Linked DNA regions of Mus musculus: regions 1, 2, 3, 4, 6 and 7 are each linked to region 5. The links are chromatin contacts, called in public promoter capture Hi-C maps. All regions are on one chromosome and are shown on one strand. The core of a region is the stretch at or near the end of the contact, and the rest is flanking DNA. Distances in the headings are between cores, read along the strand shown. Region 1 holds the start of Ccnd3 (cyclin D3). Region 2 holds the start of Med20 (mediator complex subunit 20). Region 3 holds the start of Oard1 (O-acyl-ADP-ribose deacylase 1). Region 4 holds the start of Tomm6os (translocase of outer mitochondrial membrane 6, opposite strand). Region 5 holds the start of Slc35b2 (solute carrier family 35, member B2). Region 6 holds the start of Foxp4 (forkhead box P4). Region 7 holds the start of Adgrf1 (adhesion G protein-coupled receptor F1).

Evidence for each region. Promoter capture Hi-C pulls out the DNA fragments that hold promoters and counts their contacts. Capture Hi-C pulls out chosen DNA fragments and counts their contacts.
Region 1: a contact with region 5 is called in a promoter capture Hi-C map of liver, with 3 times the contacts expected there. The contact joins the promoter of Ccnd3 here to the promoter of Slc35b2 in region 5. A contact is called at or near these places in 4 of 39 promoter capture datasets (the C10 cell line, liver and pre-B cells), 1 of 484 Hi-C or Micro-C datasets (CD8 T cells) and 2 of 115 datasets of contacts at active chromatin or transcription factors (astrocytes and large pre-B cells).
Region 2: a contact with region 5 is called in a promoter capture Hi-C map of liver, with 2.9 times the contacts expected there. The contact joins the promoter of Med20 here to the promoter of Slc35b2 in region 5. A contact is called at or near these places in 2 of 39 promoter capture datasets (embryonic stem cells and liver), 3 of 115 datasets of contacts at active chromatin or transcription factors (astrocytes, bone marrow-derived macrophages and large pre-B cells) and 1 of 9 other capture datasets (liver).
Region 3: a promoter capture Hi-C map of liver shows a contact between it and region 5, with 10 times the contacts expected there. The contact joins the promoter of Oard1 here to the promoter of Slc35b2 in region 5. A contact is called at or near these places in 2 of 39 promoter capture datasets (liver and pre-B cells) and 3 of 484 Hi-C or Micro-C datasets (B cells, CD4 T cells and regulatory T cells).
Region 4: a promoter capture Hi-C map of liver shows a contact between it and region 5, with 4 times the contacts expected there. The contact joins the promoter of Tomm6os here to the promoter of Slc35b2 in region 5. A contact is called at or near these places in 5 of 39 promoter capture datasets (hematopoietic stem and progenitor cells, liver, neutrophils and 1 more), 1 of 484 Hi-C or Micro-C datasets (B cells), 2 of 115 datasets of contacts at active chromatin or transcription factors (astrocytes and large pre-B cells) and 2 of 9 other capture datasets (adipose tissue and liver).
Region 6: a contact with region 5 is called in a promoter capture Hi-C map of liver, with 2.4 times the contacts expected there. The contact joins the promoter of Foxp4 here to the promoter of Slc35b2 in region 5.
Region 7: a promoter capture Hi-C map of liver shows a contact between it and region 5, with 2.5 times the contacts expected there. The contact joins the promoter of Adgrf1 here to the promoter of Slc35b2 in region 5. A contact is called at or near these places in 1 of 39 promoter capture datasets (liver) and 1 of 115 datasets of contacts at active chromatin or transcription factors (pro-B cells).

Annotation. Positions count from the first base shown.
Region 1 is chr17:47,591,829-47,594,867 of GRCm38.p6, forward strand. It overlaps Ccnd3 (cyclin D3), which reads left to right and starts at 1,639. Exons shown (of 5, transcript NM_007632.2): 1 at 1,639-2,024; 2 at 2,906-3,039. The coding sequence starts at 1,827.
Region 2 is chr17:47,610,163-47,613,016 of GRCm38.p6, forward strand. It overlaps Med20 (mediator complex subunit 20), which reads left to right and starts at 1,423. Exons shown (of 4, transcript NM_020048.4): 1 at 1,423-1,530; 2 at 2,801-2,854. The coding sequence starts at 1,517. Bysl (bystin-like) reads right to left here and starts at 1,330. Exons shown (of 7, transcript NM_016859.3): 1 at 745-1,330. The coding sequence starts at 1,009. It overlaps Gm20517 (predicted gene 20517), which reads left to right and starts at 1,423. Exons shown (of 9, transcript NR_157366.1): 1 at 1,423-1,530; 2 at 2,801-2,854.
Region 3 is chr17:48,408,483-48,411,502 of GRCm38.p6, forward strand. It overlaps Oard1 (O-acyl-ADP-ribose deacylase 1), which reads left to right and starts at 1,518. Exons shown (of 6, transcript NM_001289490.1): 1 at 1,518-1,890; 2 at 2,346-2,422; 3 at 2,782-2,926. The coding sequence starts at 2,384. Nfya (nuclear transcription factor-Y alpha) reads right to left here and starts at 1,338. Exons shown (of 10, transcript NM_001110832.1): 1 at 1,144-1,338.
Region 4 is chr17:47,686,243-47,689,078 of GRCm38.p6, forward strand. Tomm6os (translocase of outer mitochondrial membrane 6, opposite strand) reads left to right here and starts at 1,368. Exons shown (of 3, transcript NR_045945.1): 1 at 1,368-1,875; 2 at 2,326-2,407; 3 at 2,488-2,836. Gm20517 (predicted gene 20517) reads left to right here. Exons shown (of 9, transcript NR_157366.1): 9 at 1-497. Usp49 (ubiquitin specific peptidase 49) reads left to right here. Exons shown (of 7, transcript NM_198421.2): 7 at 1-497. It overlaps Tomm6 (translocase of outer mitochondrial membrane 6), which reads right to left and starts at 2,144. Exons shown (of 3, transcript NM_025365.3): 1 at 1,657-2,144; 2 at 946-1,046; 3 at 403-766. The coding sequence starts at 1,784. The coding sequence ends at 950. It also overlaps Prickle4 and a transcript of Frs3 not described here.
Region 5 is chr17:45,562,469-45,565,340 of GRCm38.p6, forward strand. It overlaps Slc35b2 (solute carrier family 35, member B2), which reads left to right and starts at 1,468. Exons shown (of 4, transcript NM_001357105.1): 1 at 1,468-1,600; 2 at 2,112-2,305; 3 at 2,457-2,611. The coding sequence starts at 1,590. It overlaps Nfkbie (nuclear factor of kappa light polypeptide gene enhancer in B cells inhibitor, epsilon), which reads left to right. Exons shown (of 6, transcript NM_008690.4): 6 at 1-701.
Region 6 is chr17:47,923,121-47,926,016 of GRCm38.p6, forward strand. Foxp4 (forkhead box P4) reads right to left here and starts at 1,512. Exons shown (of 17, transcript NM_001110825.1): 1 at 1,086-1,512. It overlaps Gm46601 (a long non-coding RNA gene), which reads right to left. Exons shown (of 3, transcript XR_003952247.1): 2 at 2,799-2,896; 3 at 2,354-2,694.
Region 7 is chr17:43,268,772-43,271,630 of GRCm38.p6, forward strand. It overlaps Adgrf1 (adhesion G protein-coupled receptor F1), which reads left to right and starts at 1,576. Exons shown (of 16, transcript NM_133776.2): 1 at 1,576-1,713.

The DNA of each region.
Region 1 (3,039 bases), core at 389-2,888, 2.0 Mb after region 5:
CAGTGTGTAGACTAGTGTGTAGACCAGTGCATAGTCCAGTGTGTAGACTAGTGTGTAGATGGATCTCACTGCTTATATATTGTCCTGTGCTTTCCTGGGGCTCACTTGGGCTGAGCAGAGAGAGCAGTGTCTTAGTGGTGGGCTTTCTTCTTTCTTTCCCTCCTTTCCTCTTTCCTGCCTTCCTTATTACATCCTTTTTTCCCTTGATTTTTGTTTTTGAGACATAGTCTCATGATATTAGCTCCTCCTGACCTAGAACTCTTATTTAGACTAGGCTGGCTTTGAACTCAAAGAAATCTGCTTGCCTCTGTCTTCAAAGTGCTGGGATTAAAGGGGTGCTCTGTCATGCCTGTCTTCCTTCCTTCCTTCCTTCCTTCCTTCCTTCCTTCCTTCCTTGTTATTTGAGTCATCTGACATGGGTCTGGCTGGCCTGGAATTCTCCATGGGCTATTATCATTTGGTTTGCTTGGTTTTGTGATAAAATCTTATATAGCCCAGGCTGCTCCTGAACTCATTAGGAAGCAGACAGTGACCTTAATCTTCTGATCGTTTCTGGGTTCTGCAGTGCTGGGGATTGAGCCCTGGGCTCTGAGCATGCTAAGCAAGAGCTCTACCACCTGAGATATATCTGCAGCCCACCCCCTGCCACCGTGTGTGTGTGTGTGTGTGTGTGTGTGTGTGTGTGTGTGTGTGTGGAGAGAGAGAGAGAGAGAGAGAGAGAGACTCTAGGCAGGCCTTGAATTGTCTGTATAGTGGATAGTGGATCCTGGTGTTAAGCCAACACTTCCCTGGGTCTGAGATTACTGGCTTGCTCCACCACAGCCAGCACCAAATGGCTTTTTATATGCTGATTTTGACCAACACTGCTCACACCTCCGTTGGTGCAACGCAGTGTCCCATTCAGCAGACCTGAGAAACTGCATTTCTTCTTTTGCTTTTTATTTTCGTTGTGTATGTGCATGAAGGTGTGTGCGCACATGCTACATACAGCCTTGGTGTAGAAGTCAGAGGACAGCTTATGGGAGTTGCTCTCTTCTCTTCCATCATGTGGGTCCCAGGGATCACACTCAGGTTGCCAGACTTGATGCCAGGATAGTTTACCCTCTGAGCCATTGAATCGGACAGAAACTACATGCTCCCAGATGCTGCTGCAGATCTGCGCAATTCGTTAAAGTAGACGAGATTCTAAGTCAAGTTTCCCGACGGACCAACAATGAGATCTTTGCAGCTACTATTGTGCCTCAGTATCATGGTCTGCAAAATAAAGCCCAACTCGAGGCCATTCCTAGAAGCCACTTTAGGGTAGGAGTGACCCAACTATGTACAAAGTTATGACCACATTCCCTAGAGCAATGAAATATGACGTATACACGAAGGAATAACTTTTGGCGCCTAGTTCTTTCCTGGGTGGCTAGAATCGCGACGGGGCCCATTGATGGGGAAGAGGGCACCCTTCCAGAAAGTTCTCTCTACCCTCTTGGTCAGAAGGGACCCGAGGGCCCGGAAGCGTGCGGGCCGGAGCCCAGCGGACCAATGGGGCTGCGGGGAGGGAGGGAGGGTATAGCGCCCGCCAGCCCTTTCCGACTGCGGCCCCGCCCCTTAGAACGTTGTGACGTAGGAGCATTCCACGGTTGCTACATCGTCGCGAGGGGCGGGGCGCCTGTCAGGGAAGCGGTGCGCGCGGGTGGCGGGCGGGCTGGGGCTTCTCCGCACAGTGCCAGCGCCAGCGCCAGACCCGCCCGCACCCCGCGCTCTCCCTCACGCGCGTCGCTTCTCCTAGGACTCGCTAACCCGCACTCTTGCTCTCACCCGTGAGCCATCGCAGGATGGAGCTGCTGTGTTGCGAGGGCACCCGGCACGCGCCCCGGGCCGGGCCCGACCCGCGGCTGCTTGGGGACCAGCGTGTCCTGCAGAGTTTACTCCGCCTGGAGGAGCGCTACGTGCCGCGAGCCTCCTACTTCCAGTGCGTGCAAAAGGAGATCAAGCCGCACATGCGGAAGATGCTGGCATACTGGATGCTGGAGGTAAGGCCCGAACGGGTCCCCTCTCCTCACCCCACCCCCACCCCCGGCTCTGGGACAAATTGAACTTTCCCTGTCGGATCTTTGCGATCCCGACCACAATCTGCAAGATGCTTTGGCGGCCCAGACTACTGGGGCCTGGCCTTTTCACACAGGCGCCCTAAGCAGCTGCCTGCGTTCTGTCCCTTTCCTTTCCCCAATCCTGATCGGCTTCTTCTGTGATTTCCAGTCACTTGGCACTGTAACTAAACTTCACTTTGGGTCGGGAAAGCGGGCTAAGGGCCACTCTTTCCCCAGTGGCTTTCCTCGGTGTCTCCTGCTTCCTTCTTCACCCGGTGCTCTCTGGAGGGCGCGTTTGGAAAACCCTGGCCTCGGCCGCCTTAGCCCCAGAACTGGTTCCTGTGTCTATCGCGGGGTTCTGGCGGGGGAAACTGGTGGGTGGGGGTGGCGCAGGCTCGGTTCCGGTCCACAGGGAAATGAAAAGTGCGGGAGACCGCGGCAGGAGTTCCCTCCCTTCCCCCTGGGAGTGTGTGTGCAGTGGGTGGCGGTAATGAGGGTAAGGTCCCAATTCTCTCTAGGTGACCCTTCCGTCCCCCTTCCGCTCGCCGTGGGGGAGGGGAGTCTGGAATCCTTCGTGAGCATGGGCTTCTCTTTTACACCCCCTACTCCGGGGTGGGGAAGAGACCATGCAGAGGAAGTGGGGGGGTCACCTTGGGGAGGGCACATCCTCCTCGGTTATTGATACTTGTCGCTCTAAGTTTATCCCTTCTCGGTTTATTTTTTGCTTCGCATTCCACTCTCCCTCCACCCCCCACCCCCACTTCTCCACGCTGCCGTGTTTCACTTGGTCCTTCCCTAGCAATGACTCGTGCGCCCTCCCTCAGGTGTGTGAGGAGCAGCGCTGCGAGGAGGATGTCTTCCCTCTGGCTATGAACTACCTGGATCGCTACCTGTCCTGCGTCCCCACCCGAAAGGCGCAATTGCAGCTTCTAGGTACCGTCTGCCTGTTGCTGGCCTC
Region 2 (2,854 bases), core at 173-2,672, 2.0 Mb after region 5:
CGTAAACAATACTGTTTCCCCTCCCCTGTCGCTGGGACAGGGACAGTCCCCACTTGCTTTTCAGGTCTTATTCGAAGGACATGAAATCTGGGATACCCACCATGTAGAATTAATGTTCATCTGCTTTTTTGTTTAAATAGAAATATCATCACTTTTTTCCTCTCTCTTGAGAGACAGGGCTCGTTAATCTGAAATTTACTATATAGCCAAGAAGGTCTTCTGCCTTGCTTCTCGAGTGCTGGGATTACAGGTGAGCCTCGCCACTCCTGCTTGGAATATGTAACTCTATTTAATGGGTGCCTTGAGCTAGACTTCCGGTGTTATCAGGAGGAACGAATATCTTATTTCTGTATCAAAACTGCCTAAAAACTTAACACAGCTCAAAACATTATGCAGGCAGTCCACAAATACTTCAAACGCCCAGAGGATAAATAAATAAATGCTAGACCACCAGGTGGTGGTGGTACCCGCCTTTACTTGGGAGGCAGAGGCAGGCAGCTTTATGAGTTCGAGGCCAGCCTGGTCTACAAAGTGAGTTCCAGGACAGCCAGGGCTATACAGAGAAACCCTGTCTCGAAAAAAACCTAAAATAAAATAATGCTAGAACTGGTGTGAGAGATCACTTTTCGTTGGCTTAACTCTGAATTCTGGAATTCAGGAGTGGAAGTGGAGGAACACGCCGGTAAAGTATTCTGATGGGGTGTCAGACCGGCCCAACTCACGACTCCACCCCTTGTCACTCACCCAGCCGCGTGGCGCGCTCTCGCGGTGGTGCTGACCGATCACCAGCCCCATGGTCAGTTTCGAGCTCCTCCTGCTGTTGTCTGGCTTGCTGCAAAATCCGTCTGCTTAGCCGGGGTCCCACATACTCTTCCTCCTCTTCGACCTCACGCCCCCGCCGTTTTTCTCGGGTCCCCGCGCGCACTGCGTTCCCAGCCAGGATCTGCTCGGCCAGAGGTGCATGCTTCTCCCGATTGCTGGCCCCACGTGTCACCTTGAATTTGGGCATTTTGGCCGAAAAAATTGCCCACCAGGTTCACACGTGTGAAGCCGGCTAAAAAGCCGATACTGCGCTTGCGCTGTGTGTTCCGATCGCCAAGAGGCCACTGAGAGATCACAGTGCCCCCCAGCGTTAGGAGGCCGGAAGTTCCTCATCTATTACTCTCAGGAAGAGCTTCGGGACCTATAGCAGGAGCCCCCAAATTCTCAGGTAATCTCATTAGAAAGGTGGATGTCCAAGTCACCCTTTTCCAGAATTCATGAAAGTAGCCTAGGGCGTCCTGTCAACCCGTTGGACGCCTTGGGGGCGGAGCCGAGTCGATGACGTTCTAGAAATGTCACCACTGGGTACCAGAGATGGCGCTCCCTGTGGGCGTGTCGCCGCGGCGCTCAGTATTTGCGCATTTCCGGCGGTCGATCAACGACTGCTTCCTGTGTTTAGGGGGCCGCCGTTCGCGTGAAGGTCTGGAGTCTCTGAGTTCGAGGGTTTGGAGGCGCCACCTTTTGATCCTTCGCTATGGGAGTGACGTGGTAGGACTTGAAGGGCTTCTGTGGTGACGGAGCATATAGGGTCGTGAAGGTGTCTGTGGGCCTGTGATGGCCCGGGGAAAGGGATTTTGACCGAGGTTCTCGGTTCCTCGGGGGGCTGACCAAGATGTCTTCCGGTTGTGTGGATGGGGGACACTGCGTGGGACTTCTCTCTTCCCAGACACACCCCTTTGGCAAAGGGAGCAGCGCATCCCTAGGACCCGCCAGGAGTTGTACCTTTTTCTTGGTACCTCTTCCTGTCCTTGAGGCCTTGTAGTGTCGCTACTAGCACCCAAAGGTTAGAAATAGGGTTTCTAGATTAGGAGTTGTTCGCAGAAAGGGATAAGAGTGGCGCGAGGAGAAAGTGACTTTTCTATTTTGCTTGCAGTTACAGACTTTGAATTGGCCATTTTAAGGTGTTGGGGCTAGTGACAGAGGTAGGAGGAAAGGAGCGGTTGGGAGTTTGGAGTTCGGAGTACCAGGCAGAGACAATTTTTCGAGCTGGGTGTCTCACTGTGTAGGCTTGGGAGGCCCGGAACTCACTCTGTAGAACAGGCTGGACTCGAATTCACAGAGATCCACCTGCCTCTCTCTGCCTCTCAAGCGCACGGATGAAACGGACGCGAGCCACCATCGCCTGGGCTTCAGACAGTTTTGATTGACTTTTATCTTAAACATGTTTGAAGTCTCACTTGATAAAAAGGCAGTTGGTAAGGTTTGGGCACCGTGCTTTTCTGGGTATTAATTTTAAAGTACTCGGCCTCAGCACTTAAAAGTCTTGGTAGTGGTGTGCTTCTTTCCAGTTAAAGAAGCTTGGAGGCCAGGGGCCACAGGTCTGCCCTGTGAAAGGAAGGCTCTTGCCACAGTTGACACTAGGAGCCTCATCTCATACTTCTACCCTACTGTAAAGAATGCCTGTGAGCAATGAAGACAGATCACAGCAGAGTCATTTAGAGTTCAGTTTCCCTGTTTGCAGTAAGTTGATACAGGACAGGGCCTTTCCTGGGGCCTTTGGAAGAGTCAGGCAATCCATCTGAGGGCTGATGCCTTTGATTCCAACATTTGGGAGGCAGAGTCAGGCAAGTTTCTGTGAATTCCAGGCCAGCCTGGTCTACCAAGTGAGTTCCAGGAACTCTTGGGGACTGATGGGTGGGGATCAGAGATGTCTAAGTAACTCCTAGCCCTGCTGATCCGTTACCTGTTGGGGAATTGAGTGGCTTAGCCAGAAGCTCTGTGTCTCTGGACCCTGCTGACTTGGCGTTGTGTTTCTCAGTGTGTCCCAGATGCCTGTGGCTGAGGGCAAGAGTCTCCAGCAGACAGTGGAGCT
Region 3 (3,020 bases), core at 268-2,767, 2.8 Mb after region 5:
CACCCTCCATCACCAATCAAAAGCGTGGCGCTGAAAATAGGCTTCCTCATGTAAAGTGCACTTCTGGGTACTGGATCAGATCCCTATGAAACACTAACACCAGTCAATCTCCACCGAGCAGACATAGCTCCTAGCCCTACTCGCTTGCAGCACTTGGGTGACGTCCGCCAAAGACTAATAGCTAGCAGTCCTTGGAAGACTTCCTGTCCCCCGAAGGGGGAAAGAAAATCTAAGCACGTGTAAGTTTTAAAACATCAGTTGAGAAAACGTTCGCGCGGGATTTCAAGGTGTATTAGAAAAAAGAGACACGAGTGGGCCGAGCTATTGAGTGGAGAGATTAAAGGAAAACAAAACCAGAGAGCATCCAAGGGAGAAAAGATCAAGGGAGGAGACAGGGATAATAGGAACTGCGAGATGTGTGCCCCCAATCATTAAGGATGCACAAGGGTTATCAGTTCTGCAACAGCGGCGTTTCAAACACCGAGACACTGAGCAAAAAGAGGAAGAGTGCTTGGTTGGGCTCCAGCACGGAGGTGTGCCGGCACCGCGGGCTGAGCGGGGAGGAAATGACGAGCCAGAAAGGGGTGGTAACGGCGCCGGCCCGGGAGCCCCGGTGGCGGGCCGAGAGGAGGGGCGCGGCAGGCGCGCCAACGGCCCCGGGGTGGGTCTTGGGAGGCCGCGCCGCGCGTCTCAGTCTGGCCTCGCTCCGGATCTGTAGCCCCAACTGTGCAGAGCTCAGGACACACGGGCCTCGTCGGGGCCCGGAATGTGGGGACACACAAGGACAGGCCGTAGGATGAGGCTGGAACGACGTGGGGAAACCGCCACGGTCCGTGGCTGGGCGGTCAGCCACCTGACCTCTCGGGACCGAGGATCGGGGACCGGTGGCGCATCCGCCACCGGCCCCCGGAGACGATCCAGATCCCGAAAAGCCTGGCTCCAGGACGCCGTCCCAACGCTGGACGGCCCCTGCAGGCCTCCACCAACTCCGAGCCGGGGCTACTGGCTACCCAGCTCGGGCAGCCTCGGCTCGACTCCCGGGCTCGACGGACGCCTGGGCCTCTCCTGAGTGGTCAGCGAGACCCGCCAATCGGGGCGCTGGGGCCGGCTCTGGGCCGCTGGATATTGGCTCCTCATACTCACCGTGCCTCGCTCCCCCGGTTCGCTGCCCGCGCTGATTGGCTCCAGTACCGGACCCCGAAACCCAATCAGAGGCTCCAGCCGCCGCTGCCGCCGCCACTGCCGCTGCCTCGCAAAATGGCGAATCTGAACAAAGGGGAATCGGGCCTCCCTCCAACCGCCTTCGCGCAAGCGCCTTCGAGACCACGCCCCATAACCCCGGCCAGCCTGGCCCCGCCCCCTAGGAAGAGCACCGCGCAGGCGTTCCAGAGGCCACACCCACTTCCTGGATTTGACACCGCCTCCCGCCAAAGGCCTACGCAGGCGCCTTTCACACGCTCCGTACGCTGCTGCTTAAACACCTCCCTGAATTATATACCACGCAGGCGCTGACACGCCCCCCTGCCCACCTATTTCTAAGCGTCCACTGGGACCCACCCTCTGGGGCCGAATGCGCAAGCGCTCTTCTTCTCCAGTCGGGGTCGGCATCTCGGTACGCATGCCTGAGCGGTAGCGGGAGCCTACGGAATTTCCCGCCGGAAATTCTGAAGCCCTTACTACCGAGAGCGGGCGCCGCTACCCAGCTAGAGAGGCTCACTTCCGCCCCGTTAAGGGATGGGGGCGGCCATCTTGAGTGTGCGTACAATCAAAAGGCTTTGGCGGGATTTGTTGCGTGTCGGGACTCTTCTGTTGCTTTCCTACCTACGAGGGTTTCATCCCGAACCCTTCCCTGCTTGGAGGAGGGCCTGCTGACGGCCGATTCCTTTGCAGGTGAAGGATGACCCCCCAGTACCCACTTTTCTGCGGGATCCCAGGGTTGCCCTCCTTAGGGTAGGAGGAGAGACGGGGAAGTCTTATCAGACCTTCCTTCCTGTACCTCCAAGACTGGTGGTGATCTTCCCCTGAGAAGCAGTTCTCGGCTCACCCTGCCGCTCAGTGTAACTGTGGCCAGGTCTTTCCCGTTCTAAGCTATATTCTCTGGGAAAATTCTGGACTGTCCTAAACCTTCCCTGCTAGAAGTAAGGAGGTGTGTCTTAGGACCGCCTTTGCTTCGGCTCCTGGAAAGCTGTTTTGTGTTGCCTCTTAGAGGCTGAGTGAGCTCACATCCAGAAAGAATACCTTAAGGAGGTGGGGAAGACTAAATGGGTTGTCAGGGTGATCTGAACACGCTATGTTCGGGCTGCCTGAGCGGTATTTTTTTACTTGCTTTTCCTTTTCATTAGCAGAAGGAACTCTTAAATTCTGGAAATAGCGACTCAGTAGCATGGCCACCCGCCTTAATGAAGATCCAGAAGGAAGTCGAGTGCGTAACAGCTATTAAATTTATCGGTGAAGTGAAAATCAGAATAATTGAGGTCAAAAGCATAAACACTTTTTAATTAAACCAATAATTGGATTCTCGCCCCTCCCTGTTTGTTTCTCTCTAGCTGATTTACTTAGAAAAGGCTAATACAACCCTAGGCAGATAATAACCATCCATCACTTTCCTTTTACAGATACTTTAAAATATCGTGGTTAACTCCTAAGTTGGGAAGAGTTGTCTTTAATTCAGAGTGTCAGAGAAGCAGGGTTGAAGCAGTGGGGGTGGGGCTCTGTTGAAGATCTGAAAGGAGAAATAGTTTTCTGTTTTTAACCTTTTTTTTTTTCCTTTGCACGTTTTAGATCACTTACGTGAAAGGAGATCTTTTCGCATGTCCCAAAACAGACTCTCTAGCCCATTGTATCAGTGAGGATTGTCGAATGGGTGCTGGAATAGCTGTTCTCTTCAAGAAGAGATTCGGAGGGGTGCAGGAACTGTTAAGTCAACGTGAGTTTCCAGAGCATCGTAGCCTGGTTCATGCTGGCTGAAGCCTGATTTGGTCTTCCGCTATACTCTGTGTACATGTACAGTCAAAGAGATT
Region 4 (2,836 bases), core at 118-2,617, 2.1 Mb after region 5:
ACCTGGTTCCCTGGTACAGGAGTCTTTCTGTGCTGGTTTCTGCGTGCCTGGAAGAACACCAGACAGCAGCACCAGTGTGAATTTCAGGGTAGGGAGCACCTTTGTTTGTGAAGGAAGCTGCTTCCTTGTGCTCCCTGACACGTTTGTCTCCACCCACACATCACTGTCCACTCCTGCCACCAGGTCTCACTCTATCCCAACAATGCCTCCCTGGTCCCTGGAGAACCCACCTGGCAAACTAAAACGACAACCACCACCTTCTTCCTACAGGAAGACTCAGCAGTAGGAACTGCTCAAGAATCAGCTTTGCGGCACGTGTGCATCCCTGGGAAGTGGGTGGTCCCATTCCCATTTCATCTCCACTGCAGATCATGTTTGGGGCTCATGCCTGTCTCTTGAGTGTGAAATACAAGTCATGTTTATTTGATTTTTGTAAGCGGACTTTTTACACCTTGTTTTTGTAATAAGTTTCTTATTAAAAGAATAAAATACCTGTCTTTTATGTGCAGGCTTTATTTGAAATCTTTTTCAAGAACCATTACTACTCTTCAGGACAAGGGCAAGGACCATCTTCTGCAGAAAGTTGGGAACTGCACACAGAACCGTGCAGAGGCAACATCTCAGCCGACACTGGGGGATGGGGGGGCAGTGGGGGGGGGTTCAGGCAAGGAGAGGGAGTCAACTTCAGCTGCCACTCAGGTAGGATCTTGTGGTCACAGACAGTAGGCTGTCTTTGGAAAGTCTGAATACACAGGAGTTCCATTCTCTGTAAGCAGATAACAGCATCAGAAACGGGGAAACACAGGAGAACTGCTCTCACCTAGAAACACAAGGGCAAGGCTTTACCCCAAGAATCTTCCCTACTTCTGTGACTAGCTGACAGAACATACTGCTGTCTTCATCTTTTAGGATTCCTGAAATAGGCAGGGGAAAGTGAAGTCTTACCTGGCTACACCCCTGGCTGAGGGGCCATCAAATCAATGTCACTCAAGTTCCTGGCCAGCCAGACTCCCGCAGCAAAGAGTCCCAAATTGAGGATCAAGTTCCTGGGTCAAGAATACATTTCATTAACCCTACAGTCCGAGAGTCTCATGCAGCTAATGACATACTATGGCAAGTTTCCTCTCAGCACCACCTTCTGGAGGTGCTGACTGACACCTGATACAGGGGTATGTCCTCCTAATATGCACATGAGAATTTTACGTTCGCATCTACTAACACAAGCCAAGGCCAACTTAGTACTCTGCGGGGGCTAAAATTTGCTTATGCGTTGGCACCCCTTCCCTGCCTTCTAGGTTAGGGCGATTTCTTTAAAAATATGACGTTCTTTAATTTGTGTATGTGCGTGCGCGTGCACGCGACACAGCGCACGTGTGGAGGTCAGTACAACCCGCAGGGGTTGGTCTCTTCTTGTACCCTGCGGGTCTCATGGATCGGCGGGTCCCATGGATCCCAAATCCTCAGGCTTGGCGTCTGAACTATCGCTGTAGCCCGGAGCGTCATTCCTTGAAAGCCACGTGACAGGGTGTCTTTTGCCACCACGAGACCACAAGGTTCTCAAAGCGATAAAACCTCTGGGGATGCATGCCAGACTCACCAGGTAAGGAAATACAAGTTTAAGTTTATGAGGACCAGAGACGGCCCGGGCTTGGTTACCTCCGGAAGTCGTTTCGATCGGTGGCGAAGCGGAAGACACCGCGGAGCCAGTCTCCCACGTTGTCTGGAACCTCTGAGGCCTCGCTGGCCGACCCGGCGGCGCTCACCGTCACTCCGCTGGAAGCCATACCAGCACTAAGCACGTACCAACCGAGCGTCGCACCGGGTCGTCGCAAGCCGATTGCGCAACTTCCGATCTCCGCACTTCCGCCGATCAGCGTAAGAAATGAGCGAGAAGGCCCGCCCCCACCTCCTCCAGGAGTTCGTAGAGCCAGGACGCCTGATCGGAGGCGGAGCCCCGCGGCCCCGCCTCCCAGGGACGGGGGTCGGTTCCCAGTGCTGCTCTACAACCCAGTTAGTTTAAGCAAGGTGATGACGGTGAGGCTAGCCCAGCCTCTGCGGATAGGGGTTAGCTCACCCTGTAGGCGCTGGGCAGTGGGATGCTCCCAAGAAAGTGTCTTTCAGGTCAGAGAGCGTGCAGTACCAATGGGATTATCCCGCGTGCCTGGCTGCCTTCTGTGTCCGGTCTTTACACAGCACAGCCTTGTTATCTCGCTACATAAGTCCCCCCACCCCACCCCACCCCAATCCCACCACCCTGATCTCCAGGCCGCGCCACTAACAAATGGTGCAGTGCTTCCTGGAGATGTCTCTGTCATCTGCTTGCAGGTTTTCGGGGGTCTTCCAGGGCTCTGGAAGGCGCTGGCCAAAGAAAAAGCCTTCGGGTTCCGACTCAGAGGAAGAGGAGCAGGTGGGGCAGGGGCTGTCCTCTATGGGACTCCCGGGTGTCTGTGGGCCGTCTCTATCCTGCCGTTTGGATGCCCCATTCAGGGTTTCCAGGGTGAGAGTGGGAACTGCAGAGAGAAGCGCAGCTCGGGAGGTGATCTTGTCATCCGAGGAGGCACGGTTCCAGCCGACGCTTGGATCGGGTCCTTCTTCCTCTGTTCCAAACCCATCAGAAATGCCCATCTCAGAGCCCCCAAGTCCTTGTGCAAGAGGCGGGCCAGGGTTGCGTGCAGCCTCCCGCCCCGCCCCAGGCTGTGCCGTGCGCGCCACCGCTGCCGCCAGTCTACCCCAGGGGCCCCCCCGCCTCCGTCCACCAGTGGGCGACCGCCTCCCCCGCCTGGGAGCGAGTCCGGCGCCGCAGCCCCGCCGGGTGGGTTCAAGAGGCCTTTGGAGC
Region 5 (2,872 bases), core at 218-2,717:
AGCTGTGTCCCCGGCCCTCTTTTCATTTTTTATGTTGTGATGGGATCTCAATGAGTTGCCAGAGATGGCCTGGAACTCACTCTATAGCCCAGGCAGTCATCTTTGAACTGGGAACTTCCTGTCTCAGCCTCCTGAGTAGCTGGGATTATAGGTCTGGTGGCAGCGGGCCACCGCAAAGTTATCTAAAGACTTCAAACATAAGGCTCCCAACTGAACCTTTGCAGTTATTCTAATATGACACTAAAATGGAAGAGAGGGGCTTTAAAAAAAACAACAACAACAACGTTTCCCTTCTACAGTTGTATGCATAGGCAGGCCTGACTCTCGGGTAAAGGCAGAGAGAAGGAAACAAGCCCTGAGCAAGCACAGGGCCTTGCTGGGTATGGTAGGAGACCTAAGTGGTTCCTGCCACCACAGGCACATCTCCTTCATGTGGAAATGCCCAGGGCTGGAGAGTGAGGAGGAAGAATATGGAGACACACACGTGTCCCTGGAGAAGTTTGAGGACATTGATCACAAGAGAGTTGCAACTTTCCTCCCCCACCCAACCCCCTTAGACTCCACACACTGAGGGCCCTGCTAGGTCATGCACGAAGAAGGAGAAGAAATAAATCAACATACTTTCCGATGCTTAGCGCTTATAAGCACTAAGCAAATGCATCCTGTGAGTGAGACAGATATTAAAGGCATAAACAACTAAATATGTGGTTATACGTTGCAATGGGTGACTGGGAAGGAAGAAAACCGTTAGCAGGAAGGAGGACAATGGAGTGGGCGAAGGATCATCCTCTGGGAAGCTTCAAGCAGGTGTCGTTGAAATTGCGATTTAGGATGAGCAAGGGGAAAGACAGCATTGGGGAAGGCCTCCGATGAATTAAAGGAACTGAAAACAGGCCAACAGGACTCTACAAGGTTGGGCAAGTGGGCGAGGAGGACGCACCAGGTCATACAGAGCCTAGAAGGTCACAATCACAGGTACTAAGGGGATGATTACTGATGCAGCCAAAAAAGGAAGAGACATCATTGTTTAAAAACTAACGCCGGTTCTGGTGGCGCAGGCCGGTAGGATTTGCTGAAGGAGGCAGAGGCAGGAGGATCTGGAGTTCGAGGCCAGCCTGGGATACAGCGTGAGTTCCAGGACATCCAGGGCTACACAGAGAAACCCTGTCTCGAAAAAAAAAAAAAAAAAACACCAAAACAAAAAACAAAAAAACCGTAATGTAAGAGGAAGTACTGGGTCTCAGATACTCAAAATCCTAGTCCACTAGATGGCAATGGTCATCATCACTCTGTGTGGGTTGGGTTGGGTTGGGTTGATGGCTGTGACCAAGCAAGCTGGGAAAGGGAGGGAGTCCCAACTGGAGTTCCCCAGGGGAACCGGGCTTGGTCTGCCTCCGGGCCGCGTGGGGTCGCTGTGGCCGGAGTGTCGCGAAGGGGGCTGAGGCGGGGAGGAGGCGGGAAGAGCGCAGCACTTCCGCTGGCTGGCTGACTGGCTGGCTGCTGGAGCGGGCGGCAGAGGGAGCGGAGGGAGCGCGCGGCCCGGGGGACTCACATTCCCCGGTCCCCCCTCCGCCCCACGCGGCTGGGCCATGGACGCCAGGTGGGGGGCTCGGGCAGCCATGGCCCACGTGACCGAGACCCCGGGGCCACGTGACCGAGACCCCAGGGCTCCGGAGGCGGGGTGGGGGGTCCTCCAGCCGCAGATCCGCGTGGCACTGTTGGGAGCCCCGTGTGGATGGGCACGCGGCATGTGGCCTACGCTCCTCGCGGGGCTTCGGGGATTGTCGCGCGTAGGGGGATGAGGGACAGTGGCGCTTCGGAGAGGGAAGGGGGTGGGGGTTGCCTGTGGCCTGAGCTGCCCGCGCGCTGAAGGGAACAGAGGCGACCTATGTGGCTGGACAGGCGGGGCCGTCCCCGAGAAGGGAGGAGGTTCTGCCTGGCCTGCGCCGGACCCCCTGAGAGAGAGGGAGAGAGAGGCTCTTTGTCCGTCCCTCTGGGCTGCAGCGGAGGGGGCGGGGAGGCCACTGGGCACTTCCCTGGTACAGTCCCCTCCGGAGGGCAGAGAGGCGGAAGAGCTGCAAACCTAATCGTTGCTTCGGCTGTCCCAGCAGATGGTGGGCAGTAGTGGTACTCGCCACACTCCCTTCCTTGGGAGCAGGTGGAGAGTCACCCGAAGCCCCTCCGCAGTCCTGGACACAGCTGTGGCTCTTCCGCTTCTTGTTGAATGTAGCGGGCTATGCCAGCTTTATGGTACCTGGCTACCTCCTGGTGCAGTACTTAAGACGGAAGAACTACCTGGAGACAGGTAATGTGGCCAGAGGGTGGGGAGATGAGGGAAGTCTGGTTGCAGGTGTTGGCAGAGCGGGACTTGGGCCGGGAGGGAGGCCAGTAAGTCAGACACCGGATCGGGCTGGCTGCTCTGCAGAGGTTGTGGACCTTGACTGTGTCTTCTTCAGGCAGGGGTCTCTGCTTCCCCCTGGTGAAAGCCTGTGTGTTTGGCAATGAGCCCAAGGCTCCTGATGAGGTTCTCCTGGCTCCGCGGACAGAGACAGCGGAATCCACCCCGTCTTGGCAGGTCCTGAAGCTGGTCTTCTGTGCCTCGGGTCTCCAGGTAAGAATACAGGCTCCCCTTCTCTTCCCCAGCTGGGTACAGACAGCCCCTGACTTAAACCAAATTTTCCCTGCCCACCCCAAAGGTTTGTTAGTTTGGGTCTGGTTTGTGTCCCTACAGGACACAGCCCAGTCCTGAAAGTGAACTTCCAGCGCTTCCTTCAACACCTGTATTGAAATGAAAGTTCACTGTACACACGCATGTGTTCATGCGCACGTCCACGCGCGCGCGCGCGCACCCATGCAATGGCTTCTACAGTGT
Region 6 (2,896 bases), core at 262-2,761, 2.4 Mb after region 5:
AGCTCAAGAAGTACAAGTTTTACGGAGAAGCAAAGTGCAAGATTTGAGCGCCGCGGAGGATGGCCGCGGGCCAGAGGGACGCTGGGGAGACTGTCTCACGAGTCACCAGAGTCTTCAGTCTGGGGGAATGGACTCCACTGCTCACTCCGGCAGCTTCATCTCTGGTGGCCTTGGGCCCACTCTCCGTTACCTTATTCCCTCACTCTCAAACCTCACACTACCCCGCAGGAGCTCTGTCCGAATGAGGAGGGTATCCACTAGATTAGTTCCCCACCGATCAGCTCCGGCGCACGTAAATAAATAAATAAATAAATAAATAAATAAATCACAGGGGCCATTACCAGTCTCTCTCAAGTCCCCAAGAAGTTTTCCGCTTTATCTCAGATCTGATTAAGAGATGCGGGAGTGGGGGGGGAGGTTGACTAGTCTCAGCACTTTCGAAGTGTGACCTCCACAAACCAAGGCGATGAGGTGTTTGAGATTGTTGCCCCCCCCAACACACACACCAACACACACACACAGACTCAAGTCTTTCTGTTTGTCCTGGGGAGTCCCGTGCAGACTGGACTTGGGGGGATCCCAGTTCACCACTTCCCTTCCCGGCTCAGGAAAGTCCGGGCCGGGAAGTATTCTTTGTCTCACTCCGGGAGGGGGGGTCGCGCCCCCTAACACCCCATTCCCAGCAGCGAGGCCAGGAGGGGGCGGAGCCCAGATTCTTGGGGCAGGGCGGGCCTCAGTGGCTTCTCCAAGCCGCCCCCCCTCCGCCCCGGCCAGCTTCCCGCTGCCCCCCAGCCCCGCGCCTCAGCCCCCACCTGTTCCCCAGACAGCTCCGATCGGCTGGGGGCCCGGGCCGGGGGCAGGGTCTCTCAACTCACCAGGGTCAGTGCTCCGCGGCCGGCCCAGCTGGAACAAAGTGCTCCGGCCCGGGGCCGGGCTCCTCCGGCGGCCGACGCGCCTCGGGCGGGCAGTTTGCAAACACAAAGTGAGCCGGGGAGCAGGCGAGAGAGTGAGCGAGCTAGGGAGTTGGACGAGTCCCCGGCCCAGCCCCCACCCGGATCCCTGGGGTCCCTGAATCGGCCACCTACCTGTCCGGCCCGGCCGCTCAGTGCGGGCTCCGGCCCGTCAGCCCGCACGGGGCATGGGGCTCGCTCGGGTCGCAGCCCGGGCCCGCCGCCACTCGCCGGGGCTGCCCCTGCGCTCCGAAGCGATCTTTCTAGCGCCGATCGCCGCGCGCCTTAGCCCCTTGGGGGCATCGCACTTTGGAGGATGGCTTGGCTCTCTCCAGCTTCCGATCGTCCTTCCCCGGGCTCCGGCGACGCTCCTGAGCTCGCTCCGGCTCCGGGGCTCCGGGACCCCGGCGTCCCCGCCCCCGGCCCAGCCCTGGTTCCGGCCCGGGCTCCTCCCCGCCGCGCCGCGGCCGCCTGCGCCGCGCCCTGATCGCGTGTTGGGGGGCTCCGTCCCGGCAGCTGGTGGCACTGTCCGGTCCGTAGGGGCGACCGGCTCCGGACTCCGAGGGGCTGCGACTGAGCCCCGGCTGCGAGTGGCTGCGAGCGATCGGCGCGCGGGCGGGGCACACCGGGCGGGGGGACCGGAGGGGTGGAGGGAAGGAGGGAGCGCGCCGAGCGACAGGGAGGAGGGAGCGAACGAGCGAGCGGCGGAGGGAGGGGAGACTAACTTCTAGTGCTACCATAATTCGCCTAAAGCAGGTGCAGCCACTTTTCCCCCTGAGAGGCGGCCAGCGGCAAGCCGAAGAGGACCACGTGGACCAAACTTTGGGGAAGGAAAAAATGGGGACGTGGGGCTACCGATCTGCCAAAGTCGATAGGCCGTAGAGTTTCACAGTGGACTGGGGACCCATCCGATGGGAGGCTTTATTAACTCTGGCCTTTTCCTGGAACCTGGAGGTACGGCCAAGTCCTGCTGGCACACGGTTCACTGGTTTCGGGCGGGCTGCGCCTGGCGCGGGGAGTGGTCAGGACCCCCCCCCCCCCAGTCCGAAGCCGACGTCCAGCGCGGGCCCTGCCGCGCCTCCCTCTGACTCCCCACTGTGTGGGGGCTGGGGCTGGGGAGGCTCTTTCTGGGCTTTGTGAACAGTCTTTTCTCCCATCCCGGCGCGCACGCGCTGCCGCCTCGGTCTGCAAAGGGGAATTTCCTATAAAGTGCTGTGAGAACCGATGGAGAAAGGGCTTCAGGCTGGATCCACGCGGGCCAAGCACAGAGCAAAGTCGAGGCAATTATCTGAACAAATTAGATTGTAAACAAAACTTGGCGTCCCTGAATACCGCTTGTGCCCAGGGGGACCGTGAGGATGGGGGTGGGGGTGGGGTTGGGGACGCTGGTGTGTGTTTGGGTTGGGAGGGGGAAGTCCGGGCACGGAAAGGCCCAGGTTCCGAGGGGGAGGACTAAATTGGGTAGCAGGAGCCAGGCTCAGACTGGTGGAGAACTGAGAGAGAGAGAAAAAAAATCCTCCCACTCTCTACCCAAACATCTTCCCTTTCGGGTGTGTGAAGAGGTGAGGGGCACGCCTCAGGGACCCTCCGTGTTTGGCCCACCCTGCCCAGAGAAGTTATGGGTTGAGCACAGGAAGGCAGTGACTCTGGGAGACCCTGTTGGCTTCGGGTTACCTTGAGGCAGGTGACCAAGGGCAGGCAGACCCCATGGAGGATGAACTGGGTAAGGACTGGGCCTGGTTTCCTGGGGATAACATATTTTGGAGAAAACTCTTAAAAAAAAAAAAAACACAACAACAACAACAAAAACGGGTTTCTGAGATAACAGCTTAAGCAATTTCTGCTCACCTATTCTGCCCCTTTTCCGTGGGCCAGGAGCTGAAAGGTGGTAGTTACAACCCAGCTCTGAAGCATCTCTGTTTGCGCAAGTGGACAGACACAAAGAG
Region 7 (2,859 bases), core at 326-2,825, 2.3 Mb before region 5:
TCGTGTTGGAAATACACCCCAAGCACAAGGATGTCTCCCCTGAAACTCACTGCTCCTACACTAATCTTCCCCTGCCTAGGGTGAGGCTTCCTTTACTCTGAAAAGGAGACGAGGACACCCCAGTAGATAAGCCTTTCCCTTCTGTTCACGGATCTTAGGGAGTTCTGGGCCGAGCATGAAGTTTTGAGTTGGTAAAACATAATAATCACTCCGATTATCATTTGCACGGTTTTGACATTACCTTTTAAGCGTTCCCTTGTTTATTTGTCTGTATGTCTATTTATCTATTCATTTATTTTTGTGGTAAGATCTTCCTGTATAGCACAGGAAAACCTGGAACTCATCATATACCCAAGGAGGAGGACCTTCAACTTCTGACCCTCCTGCCTCTACTGCCTAAGTGTGAGGATTACAGATGCTCACAACCATGGTTTGTGTGGTATTGGGAACAGAACCAGTACAGAGGCAGTACACACACACACACACACACACACACACACACACACACACACACGTGTATGTGTGTATGTATGAATATATGTATCTATGTATATATGTGTATGTATGTATGTATGTATGTATGTATGTATGTATGTATGTATGTATATGTGGGTGGATTCTCACTCTGTCCAGGCTGGCTTGTAGCCTAGGGCTTCAGATGGCCTTGAACTCAAAGCAATCCTCCTGCCTCAGCATCTCATATGCTGAGATTATAGGCATTAGCTACCCTACCCAGCTAACATTCCTGGCTCTTTATTTTTACCCAACACTATGCTATTCTCGAATTTGTACTGTAAAACCACCTCGAACCATTTGTAGACTCTGCATACTTAAAGGAAGCAAAATAAAACGAGGACGTTCACTGAATTCAGGGACATTTTCCTCTTTGAGAAATAGCACATTTTTGCCCCCTGTGTAATTTAGATGAGGCTGTTCACGTTGAGAGTTATGTTGACCACAAAGCAATTCACGAGTCAGCTTGGTCATCATTGAGAGGTCACCCTTCAGTTTCTAAGCTGGATGAAACCTTAGATAGAACGTGATCGTTATTAAAAGGCATTCACCTTCAGCCCGTCCCGGCTGTCCTGTTAGCTGCTGTCCGCTCCACGGTTTTTTTCCATGAGGAGGTCTGTGGGCCCTGTACTCAGGCGAGCTGTATGGTGATGCTTCAGCTTTGAGTAAGACCTTTGGAAAAGAAGAGATCTTATCTACCCTCCCACAGAACTCACCTGCTTCTCCTCAGAACTTCCGCAGGGAGGGATGCATTTCTTCAACTTTATGGGGTGTGACTCCCCAAAATGTCCAGAAAGGTTGGACAGGAGCACCTAAGGGAATATGTTTTGTAGGGTCCTGATCTGCATGCCCAAGAGCATATTTGTCCCCTTTGTAGTCAATCTCAGCCTCACATCTCTGGTGGCAGAAACGGGAAGTCTTTGGTCTCTGGACTGCCTGTTTTACAAGCTCTGATGTTGGTTCTGAGTGGGCGGGAGGGAGTGCAGGAAAGTCTGTTGGCTTTCCCTCTGCAGGGGGTGTGTCCCAGTGTTTTTCAGCAGAGGCAGCAACCTGGCCTGAGCTGGTGATAGATACATCAGTGGACCTGTGGCTGCCAGTCCTGTCCTGGGTCACCAGCGTCCCTTGGCATCTCCCAACGGTGTCAGTGGCTGGGGAACATTGGAGAAAGGCTCAGCTGTGCTGTGAAGTCCAGAGTCCCAGGTAAGCTAACAGCTGTTGTGTGATTCCTGAGGACCCAAGCGCTGTTGGTTAAGCTGTGTTTTACTCTACGGGGAATATTCTGATTTCAACATCTCATTTCCTGAAAAGATAAACAAGGAAGGGAGTCGTTGAAGCAACTGTTAGAAACAACAGGGCTCTGTTTCTCCCCAACTGTGGAACTTGAGATTTTTCTCCATGTCAATGCTAGATTTTTTTTTCCCCCCTGCAAGACAAGGGTTCTCCCCAGGACAGGGCAGGCCACTGCTACGGACCTGAGAAGTTCGACTCCCTAACATATGACAGCTTCCTCCAGGGAGCCTGTTAAAAATAACTGCTGTTTGTTTGTTTGTTTCTCAAGTGCATGCTTGAGAAGATAAAATGGATTTTATTTATTAGGTTGTTTTGGTCCAGACAGGTCTCATGTAGTGCAGGCTGGCCCCAAACTGGTGTAACCCAGGCTGGCTTTGACTTTGAATCCCTTATCCTCCTGCCTCCTCTGCCAAGTTCTGGGATCACAAATTTGTGCCACCTTAAGTGTCTGAGACAAGTAAATTTATTTCCACTGCGGTCTATTGAATGTGTCTATTGGAACCTTGCACGGACCAGTATAAATCTGAAGGTTTTCTCCCGACTGAACACCCTTCGTGACTCTCAGAAAAGCCATTGTCCTTTACAGTGGTTGCCCCTTATTTCTTCCCCGAGGAAATATAAGATGACCCCACAGGCCTAGAAAAGGTCACGGTTTTATTTTCCATAAAAATCTTCACTTACATCTGAGCATGGTGCCACAGCCTGGAATTCCAGCCCTTGCAGGGTAGAGGTGGAAGGATCAGATGTTCAAGGGCAGTCTCAGCTTTACAAAGAGTTTGAAGCCAGCCTGAGCTATGTGAGATCCGAGCCGGTCTTAACCACAGCAGTAAGGGATGCACTTATGTGAACCTGACCCTTTGTCTCATCCCTCACGTCAGAGACAAAAGGGTAGAAAGGTACCGAAGGAAAAATAAACAGAAGGTCAAGGCACTGGCTGAGAGGCTCAGCAGATAAAGTGAGATCGCTCAGGTATATGGTGGGAGTTGGATTCCTCTATAAAGTTGTCCTCTGACCTCCACACATCTACATGGCATTCTCATGCCCCTTGCATCATAC